Linked DNA regions of Anas platyrhynchos: region 1 is linked to region 2. The links are chromatin contacts, called in public Hi-C maps. All regions are on one chromosome and are shown on one strand. Each heading gives the region's core, a stretch centred on a gene start, on an enhancer-like site or on the middle of the called end of the contact. The rest is flanking DNA. Distances are from core to core; before and after follow the strand shown.

Region 1 (5,855 bases), core at 242-2,741, 59 kb after region 2:
TTCCTTACTGAAAAAAATCAATGAAATTGAAACTACCTCAGTATGCGTGTATTGACTTTTATTCCTTACACTGATTTAACTGCAAAGGCCTGTTAAAATAGAGATCAAAGTATCTACCAAGGAGTTCACTTAGCTCTGTAAAAGTAAAGAGTACTTAGAATAGAATATAAGAAAATGACAGAAAATACAGGTTTACGATGTAATTTGTGGTGGAAGTGTAATGGGGGCTCATTGTACTAAATACTGCTGAAGAGAAAACATCTTGGACTTTGGAGAGAGAACAGGATGAAAGACAAAGTTTTATTGCACTTTTGCCCAAATAGAAGGGAATAACTGAGTCATGCCAGAAATGTGAATTGGTACTGACTATAAAAGCCAGATCTGAGTCCTAATCTGATGTCTTCATGCTAAAGGAGTCTTTCTTTGTGCTACACAGAGAGAGGGGAATAAGCTATATTCCAAATAACCTCTGGACTATGTACTTGAATTAAAGAACATAAAGGAGCGAGCAGCGCCATGTAAGCAGCTGTGGACTGGCATGAAGATAGATGGTGTCTGGGACGAGACGGGGCAAAAAGAAAAGAAGCAAAAGGTTTTTTCCATTGCGGTGAGTCATGTAAAGCAGGGAAACACATAAGCTGAAGATTTTTTTCTTTGTTTTTCAACAGCCACAAAGAAGCCGTCTCAGCAGCCACACATTTAAAGTAACCAAGGCTCCTCCCGTGCACAGGGAGTAATTGTTTCTTGCCTGCAGAAGGCAATGCACACATGTGCATGCACACACACATACACAGACTTAAAAACGGTTTAAAAATGTCATATTTGACTTCCTGGCCAGTTTCACAATTCTCTTCAAAAATAGCTCTCATGGCTGCAGGCTGGCAGAGCTGCTCCTGCCCTGGTTTAAATGGCAAAACTCAATTAGAGTTTGAATCTGTTGCACTGAAATGGAATTGTCTCTTGCAGGCAGAGCTCTGTCATGGACGTGGCGTCGGGAGCTGTGGAGGCTGTGCCTGTGGGGAGGGTAGGTTGTGGGGTCTCAGTGCCTTGGGGCAGGGATTTCCTATCTGCTGTTGCTCTGGAAAGGGAGCTCCACTGCTGTTCTCCACGCATGTGCAAGGACCTGCTGCTTCTTACAAGCTTTTGCCATCCAAACTCCTCCATGCCTAAGGACACCTGCTGGGCCCGGGGGCAGCAAGGTGTGCACTTGGCTTTGTTCACGAGGATAATCTCCTTTTGCTCTGCCCATTGGGCTTTGAGCAAACCTACTCCATCCCCCAGGCTCTTTCCCTCAGGTTTAAGGATATTGCTTGTGCTCCTGCAGTCTGGAAATATTTGTGAGGATCTTGGTTGGGCTGGAGCTTAGACAAGGACAAAATGTTTGCCTTTTTCTTGGCAGATTAGCCATAGGAGGCTCCTCAGTCCCTCCCTGTATCCCATTGCAGTCCCGTATCTCCCCTTGCTGTCCTACAGCAGACTGTTTCCAGACACTTCAATGCTGCCTCTGCTCCTGATAGCCCTGAGCTAGCCTCAGCATTTTTCTCATCAGTGTGCACTGAGATGTATGCAGAAATCACTGACTGCCCCCGTCTCACTTATCTGAGGTCTCAGTCTGAGCCTTGGTTTCCATTTGCTCCATAACTCATCAGTGTTAAGCTGCTCCTCATAAATAGCAGCTTCTAGCATGTCTTCTGTCATCTGTAGCTTGTATTTGTGTGCAAGAGGGAGAAAACAGGTCTAATTTACATCAGTGCAGCTGGCTCCTCTGATCTGCCACCTGGAGACTTGGCTGACTGGGAATGTGTCTGCAGAGGGGCCAGACCTTTGTTTCCTCCAGCTGCACCAGTCTCTGCACTGGTCACCTGCTGGCAGAGGGCAAACATACCCCTTGACCTCAACCCTCAGGGACCTGCTGGGCAGTTTTAGTGGATGCTGTGGACTGCAAGAAGGATGCACGTGTCCTAGCAGTGCAGCAGGTTCCAGCGACCCTCTTGCCAGATGTGCTGTGCAAAAGTTGAAGTGTATTTACAGAGGCATGCCCTGCCCTGTGGTTACAGTCTGTCTGTCCTTTGAGGATGTTAGGGCTTTAACTCTCCTCGCTGCAGGCTCATGCTGCTCTTGTGTGACTGGCTAGATGTACATGTATGGTCTGAGTCAAGGTGCTGTTGTATGCTGCTTGGGTTGCTCAGTTATCAACGTGGGATGGTTAAAAGTCTTACACTGGGGCAGGCCAAGAGATTTTGACAAACTTTGACATTTAATGCAATGATGCTCTATTTCCTGAACTCCAAGAAGGTGGTCCAGGGACTTTTGGCTTTTACTTGGGGTGTTTTATTTATATTTTTTATTTATTTATTTTTTTCAGATTGGTATTTTATTTGGCACCAAAGAAAAGAGCAGTCAGTAAAGGAAAGAGTTTGGAAAAAATGCTTTATACGTGCAAGACCGATTAGCAAGGCAAGAGACATGGCTGTGCAGCAGGTTTTCTGAGGAGAGGATTCACATCAAAACTATTGGGTGTCTGTGACACTTTCGAAGGTACAGGGAAAAACCCATCAACAACAAAACTGTGACGCTGTCAGCAGCTGCCTGACGTACCTGGGGCTGTGTATGTCCCTTGGTGAACGTCAGAGCTCCTCAGCGAGGGGGGAAGATAATTCTCACTGGAACAAATCCCACTGAGATGATATTTTCCCTGGACTACTTTTTTTTTTTTTTTTTTTTTCTTTCCTAGAAATAAAATCACTTCAAGTGCAATACACCAGCGGTCAATGTGGAAATGAACAAACTCACCACTGTGCTGTCCCAGGCTGGGCAGAGAGAAATGGGCAATTTTTTTTTCCCACGCAGAATTCAGTGCACGTCTTCATTGGAAGTGCCCCGCAGCCTCCCTGCTGCTGTCTGACCTTCCAGCCAGGGTACCTCTGCTAGAAATTAACCCGAACCTCGAGGTGTGGCAAGATCTCCTGAAGGAGTCAGATGGGAAGGATGAACCCAGTGTGGTATTTTCTCTTTTTGTATACTCCCGAAACCCCAAAACTGGTTACAAGAAGGACAGTAGACTGGCCAGGAGCACAAAATATGAAACAAGGCCCTTGCCAATGTTCAGTCCTATGTGACAGATATGCTGTGTTGCTTAACCAGCCCCTTTCAGGGATGTTCCCAGATCCCCGACACAGCATCCCTCCTTGGCCAGGACAGGGCATGAATGATCATAGCAAAAAGGCAAAAATCCCTGAGAACCAAAGTGTCCAGAAAGATCTCAGAAAAATCAGCTGAGCTATAGTGGCAGAAGCATGAAGATGAAGGCCCTGCCCTCTTCCTGCTCGGGCTGTGGCTCCTGCAGCAAGAGCAGTGGTTGCAGCACCGGGGAGAAACCCCAGGGTGTGACAGGGTGGGGGCAGTGGTGGGAATGGGGACAAGGATCAGGCCCAGGAGGGACTGTTCCTGGTCATGCACTGCAGATGCCAGCCATGTAGCGGGCTCTGCCCGCAGCCAAAGCTTTAATGGTTTCAGGAGAGGAGGAGCAGAAATGAAACCTTTGTCTGCTCTGAGGTTCTTTAGAAAAATGCAAACAACTTGAAAACCAGGGCAAGCACTTAACATACAACATGTTTCTCTGTCTGTGGAGCTTATCATCCCCTGGGCAGGTCTGTTGCCTGTTTTACTGCCCCACACCAACTCACTTTTCCAGCTAATGCTGTGAGGGGGCATCCTGGGTCCCAAACCAAGCAACATGGAGAGGTGGGGGCAGCTGGGGATAGGAGATTTCAGGGAGGAGGGGTGCCACCAGCAAGCAACCAGCAGTGGTGGCTGGTTCAGAAGGACCAGGTCGGGAGAAATCCATGGCTGAGAGGGCTGGTGTGTGGTGGGGCTGCCTGAGTGCAGCCACAGAGCCCTCTTGTGTTGTCTGCTGGGCTGCAGACCAGCCAGAAGAGCAGTCTTTTCCCTTCACAGTACCAAGGAGGGTAAAAAATTATTGGCTTAGCTTTCATTTCAGTTTTCTCTTTTCCCGTGAAGTTTTCAGCCTGTGAGTGTATTTAGAGGGCAAGAATGGCAGGAATGAAGCGATCCAAATTCCCCTCGTTTGTGGGAGTGGGGAATGTGCTCTGCCCATCTTCTAAAGACCCGTACACCAGGAGGAGGTATTTGCGCTGGAGCTGTTCCCATGGTGTTACCTATTATTAATTGGTTGATTTCCCAGGAAATATTTTGGCTTCTTGCCAGAAACCCAAGCTTCAGTATCATATTGCTTCACCCAAAAGAAATCTATAAAGAATTGGTTTTCTTACAAAAATATGTTTATATTTTTCCTGTGGAAAACAAACACTTTTTTTTTTTTTTTTTTTCCTTCTAAAAGGAAAGGGAAAAAAACACCCTTTGGCTGAACTGCCAAATCTCTGAAGACTAAAAGTTCAGGCAGCCTTTCTCTGGGCAACATGAGACCCACAACAGCCTGTTCCACCCAACATTTTGTATTCTGACCTTCACGATCTTTGCTACAAAAGGAAAAAAATTGTTAGTGGAGAAGAGGAAAAGCAGAGAAGGTTTTACCAGCCACCTTTTTCTTTTATAAAGCAGGAGCTATCTTTAATCCCTTCTGTAGTGCTCTAAGCTTTTCCCCTGCTCCTGCAGAACACCGGAGTATCTGCCTAAGTTTAAGGCTGCAAATAACCCCCCTCACTGCATTATCCCTTTAAGGGACTGCATTATTCCCTTTAAGGGAAGCCACCTTAGACACCAGGGCTTTTTGTAGTGAAGTTCCAGCGAGTCCTGCTGCAGCGAAGTCCCCAGGCACACAATGCTATCTTCTCCTGACATTCATCAACCATTGTATAAGTCTCCAGGAATCACAACCAGCTTAAAGATCAGAGGATTTTTCTTTACAATTGCACAGGTATGCTTCTGTCTCTCTCTCTCTTTTTTTTTTTTTTTTTAATGATTTCAAAAAGCGTAAAGCCAGAAAGGAGTATTAGATCATTTTAATTTGCTTGCTGATGGTTTTGTGTAGTATTCTATTATCTAGGCATTAATCTCCAAGCAGATACCACCAGCAAAGAAAAAAGATGACATCAAAGCTAAGAATGCTTTAAAACTACTGCGGGGGAAAAAAATGGGTAGAAAATACTTATGAAAAAATGTCCTGTGCTGCAGAAAAAGGTAAGTGTTGTTCTTCCTTTTGTCTGCACAAAATTCCAATTAATCTGAAGAAGGATAAAATTCTTTCCTGCATTCAGGTCCAGTGGTCTCCAAGACCCTGAGAATACAAATAGGGATCATATGACTCAGTCATCCAACTACAGTGCAAGGGAGGTCTCGTTTCAGTCACGTCCATAAACGTGAGCTGTGTGTCAGAATCTGTTCTTTTCCTGTCTGTAGCCTGTTGAAGAGACTCTTCCAGTCTGTAATATGTGCACGAAGTTAGGAGGAGTTTATGAGAGGTTAGGAAGCTGGTATGTGTTTTGGAACTTCCTATCCACTGAACAAGCTTTTTCTAATAATTCAAGATCTTGTCAAATGAATTAAAATGATTCTGATTGTGATGCTATGTATGTGTCAGCTTCTATTTAAATAATGTATTCTGTATTTTGGCTGCTCAGGACTGGATTTTTAATACTTTTTTTTTTTTTTACACACTGCTGACAGCATGATTCTATTTGATCTCTGTTGGCAATAGAAATGTAAGAATAAGGATCTGTTTTAGCAGTCCTTTTAGTTTATACTGTTGACACTTTTAACCTGAGCTTTTGCATTAGCACCCTACCAAAATATTTGGATTGGAATTATTTTATTTTATTTTAAAGATAATTCCTTCAAAATCTAAGTTAATTCATGAAAATATTTTTACTCATGGC
Region 2 (6,312 bases), core at 3,636-6,135:
GGGAAAAGAAATAAAATTATATATATTTATTGTAGCTTATAATCCGTACAGGGTTAATTGTGTTGTAGACAAGGAGGGGATGGCTGCAGTCACGATGATGGATTTCCCTCTGTGGCACATACAGGCGGCATCTGCAAACCAGCACCAGGACGGGAGCCCTGGCTCTGGAGAGAAGCGGCTTCACTTCCCTCGCGTGGCCGTCGGGTGCCTCTGTCTGGCTCCCGACACTCCAGAGGGGAAAGGAGGTGTTGGGGCAGGGGTGGCTGCCGGCAGTGTGAGCTTGCCTCGATGGGAGGATTGCCCATGGCCTTGCTGGCAGCAGGCAGGTGGGCTCTGTGTGGAGGTCGGGGCTGCTGCTGGGGACAAGGGGGGGTCTTTGGGGGCACAGCAGCAGGACAGAGGGTCCTGAGGTGGTGGCCAGCCTAAATGTCAGCCACTGTGGTGGATTAGGATGGGGAGACTGGAGCAGTTTTGGGTGCTGCCCTCTGGCATGCTCCTCCCTGGCTGTCATTGCTGCTGTGGGAGGGTGGGAGCTCAGGGAGGGCAGCCGGGACGTGTCCTGTGTCCTGCTGCTGGGACGTGCTCCCAGGCACCCGTGGGGACACCAGGGGGAAGCTGGCACTCAGCTCTCCTCACAGATCCAGCTGCGGCTTCTGGATGATTTCTCCGCGTTATTTGCTTTTGCCACTAGATGGTGAAGTAAGTAGTCAGTGAGAGCACCTAGAGCCTCGCCGTGCTCCCCAGCGGCCTCCCTCCTGGTGGAATCGCGCCAGCGGGCTCTGCTTTCTGGGAACCCGGCAATTTCAGGCAATTATCCCTGGGATGCTTTACGCAGCTCAGCCTCTGAGCACTGCTGCTGCCACGCCGAGCCCTTTGATCTCCAACTCCGGCTTCATTCAGACAGGCCCAGCTGGGTTAAACGCGGAGCAAGCCTGCCTGGTGCTGCTGTGTGTGGAAAGCCACCTCCGGGACCTCCCTGTACCCAGCCGCTGGCTTTGCTGGCAGCTTTTGGGGTGGCACGTGAGGGCACGGCTCACTGGGGCGCTCTGAAGGACGGAATCGTGCTGACTGCAGCCCTGGCCCCCAGGCAGCGTCGCTGTCAGGGCCTCAGACGGCGATGGTGAAGAACAGGGAGGGAAAGGGCAGGGACGCGGTCGGGCCCCGGGGTGTGCGGCTTGAACCGAGGAGTTACGGCTTCCCTGCTGACTAATTGGACCTTTGCTTCTCCCGGTTGTGAAATTAAACACTTTAAAGCCAGGCAGCCTTAATTTTGCTTTAAACAGGGGCTGGCTCTGCTGATGAAAGGTAACCTGCTGAGCTGCAAGAACCTGGGTTGCTTTCGCTCAGGGGAGGTCACAAGGGAAGGCAGCGGCACCCAGCCACGCTCATGGCACCTCTCCGCCTGCCCAGGCCTGCCTGCCCTCAGAAAGGCAACTCTGGCCCGGGTGCCCTGTTGCAGCCAGGCCCTTGGCCGTGGGTTGGTGCTGACAGGGAAAGTTTCCTGTTATGGGGTCTTACAGGAGCTGCTCGTGGTCTGTTGGCTTTGTGCTTCATCCCCTCTGTGCCCATTTTGGCTGATGCATCCCATGGGCAGACAGGGGGGGAGGCTGTGAGCCCTCACCCTGCACTGTGAGCCCCAACACGGAAAGGCTTCTCCTGGCTGTTGATTTAGGGCTGTGCAATCAAACCTGGCGGCTGCAATCCTGCCAAACAGGGCAGGCAACCCCGGCGCAGCTGATGAGGAAACGCGAGCAGGGCTTTAAAGCTGCCTGTGACAGAAATGCTGAAGGAGCAGGTGGTCACAGAGGAGCTGTCTCACGCTGGTTTGGGCCAGGCACGGGGCAGGGAAGATCTGCTACGATCGGTAATATTCAGTGTGCTCCTCTCCTCCCTGCCCTACACCTGACACCACGGCAGCATCCCTCTGCTCGCCAGGGGATTAGGTGCGAGCGCAGGACACCGTCGCTACCATCCCTTCCACGATGGTTTATTCAAATAACTCAGGAAAGTACATCCAGCAGCTGAGTCCAGGCAAACTCTGTTGAAAAACACAGCTTCTGGGGAAGGCATCGCTGTCAGGTCGAGGAAAAGAGCAGAATCTACAGCTGCAGTGCAGTGGATGGGGAAGGGGAGGTCTGTGGGTTTGAACGCATGTGTAGGGCCAAGTGCTTGGGTTCCCAGAGCAGCTGGTGGGGACAGACGGGTGGGCGGCCAGACCAGACACAGTTCTGATGATTTTTTAAAGTATTTATTATTATTATTATTATTTTAAGAAGAAGAAGATGAATCACAGCACTTGCACTGCCTCCCTGGAAATGGATGGTGCGTTCGCTGACATTGGGATTACAGGGCAGTGGCACTGTGATCTACCCAACCATGCCAGGTTTGCCTGCTGAAGATCTTTGCTTCTTCTCTGATATTTTCTTTCTTTTCCTATTAAAAAAAATAGGAAAAGAAAGAAAATGTGGCTTGGGTGCAGTTTTTTGCTTGGCCTGGGGGAAAGCTGTCCCCTTGGAAGGTGTTAGGAGGGGCTACTTGGTTGTTAGCCCACGGAGCATCCCAGGCCATGGGCTCTCAGTGCGTTACCCCCAGCAGAGCCCGGTTACTAAAGCAAACCTCCCCGCACAACACCCTGTTTTGAATAATTCAGGCAAAGCCAGCAGCACAATCAAAACCCACAGCCACAACCAGGGCTTCCTGCCAAATACGGAGATCAGGGCGAGCGAGCCAAGCCCAGACCTCCCCGTACACAACCAACAGAGGCAGCTGCTCACCTCTGCTGCAGAGCACCTGCAGCTCCCTCCCCCAGCCCACACGTTCCTGCACCGTGGCTACTGCTTGCCCCTTTCCCCTGGTCCCCCACCGGTCTGAATCCATCCCTATTCCCATCCCCTGATCGGTGCATGATGCTGTCAGCACAGCAGGAGGATGAGCTGTGTGCTGGGCCCTCTCATCAGGCTCTTGGTGGGGTTTGAGCTGCAGAGACCTTGCCGCTCACACCAGCGTCGTTAGCAGCTCGCGTTCAGAAGCTGAGCATCTGGATGCAAATGCCGGGGGATTGATATAAAAATTTTATTTACTATTTGTTTTTCTTTCCCCTGAAGCTTTTCTCTAGTCTTCCACAGGCTACAAATTCACAGTTCTTTGCAAATCCCAGGACTCTGAGAGCTGAGGCTTTATTACAAATTACCATAAAGTGCGGGATGAGCTCATAAGATGGCATCCTGTAGGAACGTGTGTGCTGCAGGCTGCTGTGGGGCATCTTGGGGGTGCTCAGCAGCCCTGGCATTCCCATCTGCCTGCCATACAGAGCTATAGGACAACCTGCAGAGGAGGTAGGAGGTAGATGTGACGTTGCTGAGATGCTTTGCAGGCACTGCGGGGTGCTGCCGGGGCTCCAGAGGTGTCAATATTGTCACCAAGATGTCACACACATGGCTGTGGTGGTGATGTAAGGAAAGTGCGTTGATGTGCCAGGTTTCCTCTTGGAGATGAGCGCAGCGTGCTCCCAGCTGTCCCCAGGCTTCTGCTGGGGTGACTTGAAGCCCCTGCTGATCCTGCACCCAAGGGAGACCAATCCCCGGTGCCAGAGGCAGAACCCCATGTCCTGCAGAGCACGCAGCTCCCGGCAGCCAGCAGAAAGCAGAAGATGGCCCCAACGCCCAGCATCGCCTTGCCACGTACCCAGGTCCATGCACATCACTTTGGGTTCAATGTACAGGTTTTAAGTCACTCCCCACGGCTTGCCACCTTCCCAGGCGTGCTGCACAGTGGGTCCCACGCTCCCCCACCTCTCCATCCTGTGCCAGCCCCACAGGCTCTGCGCTCCCAGACCCCATCCATCTCCCACCCTGCTCTGTCTGCTGGGCATCGCCACTCCTGGGCCTGGCTTATAACACCGGCAGGGCGCGGAGCTGAAGCTGACAGGGCTTCCTCCATCTCGCGGAGCAAATCCGTTCATTGGCCCGAGTGCCTGGCGCGCCGATTAATTACCAGCTGCCTGGCTCTGGAGCACGGCGTGAGCATCATTAAAGCCGGCTGAAAATGAGAGCGAGGAGCCCGTGAGGGTCAGGGCTGCAGCCCGTGTGCCGTAGGGGTGAGCGAGCTGCGTGCGGGGAGCTGGCATCCTTGGGGCCACCAGGTACGTCACCTCTGCTTCCCCATCGAAAACATCCCGTTTTTGGACATTTTTTGCTGCTGCAGCTGGCCAAAAACACCCCCTAGGCACCCCATGGGGCAGGCGTGGGCACCACAGCCCCCCTCCCATCCTCCTGCTTATGGGGCTGGGGAGAAACAGCGGGGAGCTGGGAAGGAAAGGGGCAGGAGGACGAGCCCCGGGGGGGGGGGGGGGGGGTGGCTTTTGGGGCTCGGCCGTGGGCTGGGAGCTCCCGTGGGTGCCGCGGCCCCGGGGGCCGGAGCGTGCAGTGAGGCGCCGCGGCCAGCAGGTGCCACTGCCCCCCCGCGCTGCCCGCCGCCACCCGGCCCCCCCCCCCCCGGTCCCCCCCGGTCCCCTCCGGTCCCCCCTATCCCACCCCACCCGGAGCATCCCCACGGCACGGGGGGCGCACGGAGGGGCGGCGGCGGTGCCCCCCCGGGGCTCCCCGTGGGGACCCCACGCGGGACGGGTCCGCTGCTGCCCCCCACCCCCCGTGGGGACGCACAAAGCCCCATGGGGGGCGACAGCAGCTGCCCCCCCCGTGTGTGTCCCCCCTCCCGTGTCCCTACCCTACGGGGGGAGCCGCGGCTCCGCAGCGGGGCGCGACCCCCGTGGGGTGGGCTGCGGGGAGGTGGAGGGGGGGAGAGATGCGGAGTGTGGGGGGGGAGGATTTGGGGATGGAGAGGGGGGTGACAATAGGGTCGGGGGGCGGTGGGTGGGGATGGGGATGAGCACGGGGGGCTGAGGGGGGGGGAGGCGGAGCAGGCGTGTGCGCGGCGTGTCCGTGTCCGTGTGCGCGCACCGGGGGCAGCTCCCTCCCCACGTGGGGCTGACGCGGCAGCCCCGGCCTGATCCGGGGCTATAAAGGGGCTGGCAGGCGGGCGAAGCACGGCAGCCGCCGCCGGCTGCAGCCCCGGCCCCCGCTCCGCTCCGCTTCGCTTCCCCTCCGCCGGCAGCGCCCGGGATGAGCCGCGGCCCCCCGCGCCCCCACGGCGCCCCCCGAGCAGCCCCGGCCCCGGGCGCGGCGCCCTAAGGAGCGCGGAGACCCCCCCCTCCTTCCCCGGAGCCCCCCTTTTTGGGTTGGGGCTGGGGGGCGAAGGGCGAGGGCGGCCGCGCAGCCGGGGTTGATGTTTAACCGGGAGCGCCCGTTCACGGAGAGGGGCCACTTCTTCTCCTCCATGGAGTACCAGCGGCAGCTGGGGGAGGAGGAGGGCTACCCGCCTCCCGCGGCCAACGGGAGCTTCAACGACAGCAGGGTCGGGCCGGGATGGGGCACGCCGTACCCCCTGCACGCCACCGTCACCCTCATCAGCCTGGCGGGCTTGCTCATGCTCTTCACCGTCTTCGGGAACGTCCTGGTCATCATCGCCGTCTTCACCAGCCGGGCGCTCAAGGCGCCCCAGAACCTCTTCCTGGTGTCCTTAGCCTCGGCCGACATCCTGGTGGCCACGCTGGTCATCCCCTTCTCCCTGGCGAACGAGGTGATGGGGTACTGGTACTTCGGCAAGGTGTGGTGCGAGATCTACCTGGCCTTGGACGTGCTCTTCTGCACCTCCTCCATCGTGCATTTGTGTGCCATCAGCCTGGACCGCTACTGGTCCATCACGCAAGCCATCGAGTACAACCTCAAGCGCACCCCGCGCCGCATCAAGTGCATCATCTTCATCGTCTGGGTCATCTCGGCCGTCATCTCCTTCCCGCCGCTCATCTCCATCGAGAAGAAGAGTGGGCAGCAGACAGACCAGGGGGTCGCGCTGTGCAAGATCAACGACGAGAAGTGGTACATCATCTCCTCTAGCATCGGCTCCTTCTTTGCCCCCTGCCTCATCATGATCCTGGTCTACGTGCGCATCTATCAGATAGCCAAGAGGCGCACCAGGGTGCCTCCGAACAAGCGGGCGGAGCGCCCCGAGAAGAAGCAGAACGGCTTGGCCGACAAGGAGGACCTGCCGGCCACAGCCCAGCTCAACGGGGAGAAAGCGGCCGGAGGAGGCGACGGGCAGGAGGGAGAGGTCAACGGCATCGACATGGAGGAAACCTCCTCCTCCGAGCACCAGGACAACAACCAGTCCAAGAAGTCAGAGAGACCGTCGAGGGGAAAGGCCAAGACTAAGCTGAGCCAGATTAAGCCTGGGGACAGTTTGCCCAGGAAGGTG

What was found. A called contact is a pair of places that touch in the nucleus more often than the background predicts.
Region 1: a contact with region 2 is called in a Hi-C map of F1 follicle, with 4 times the contacts expected there. The contact joins the enhancer-like site here to the promoter of ADRA2A in region 2. A contact is called at or near these places in 3 of 8 Hi-C or Micro-C datasets (F1 follicle, skeletal muscle and subcutaneous adipose tissue).

The regions. Positions count from the first base shown.
Region 1 is chr6:31,323,045-31,328,899 of IASCAAS_PekinDuck_T2T, forward strand. It overlaps LOC101803684 (a long non-coding RNA gene), which reads left to right. Exons shown (of 17, transcript XR_011810141.1): 5 at 437-607; 6 at 967-1,024; 7 at 2,366-2,538; 8 at 2,735-4,897. Among named protein-coding and RNA genes, the nearest start is that of ADRA2A, 60 kb to the left of the region's middle. Within about 2 kb of position 1,492, at least 1 of the 8 cell types and tissues checked has an H3K27ac peak or open chromatin away from gene starts, as enhancers often do.
Region 2 is chr6:31,261,012-31,267,323 of IASCAAS_PekinDuck_T2T, forward strand. ADRA2A (adrenoceptor alpha 2A) reads left to right here and starts at 4,886. Exons shown (of 2, transcript XM_072039783.1): 1 at 4,886-6,312. The coding sequence starts at 5,284.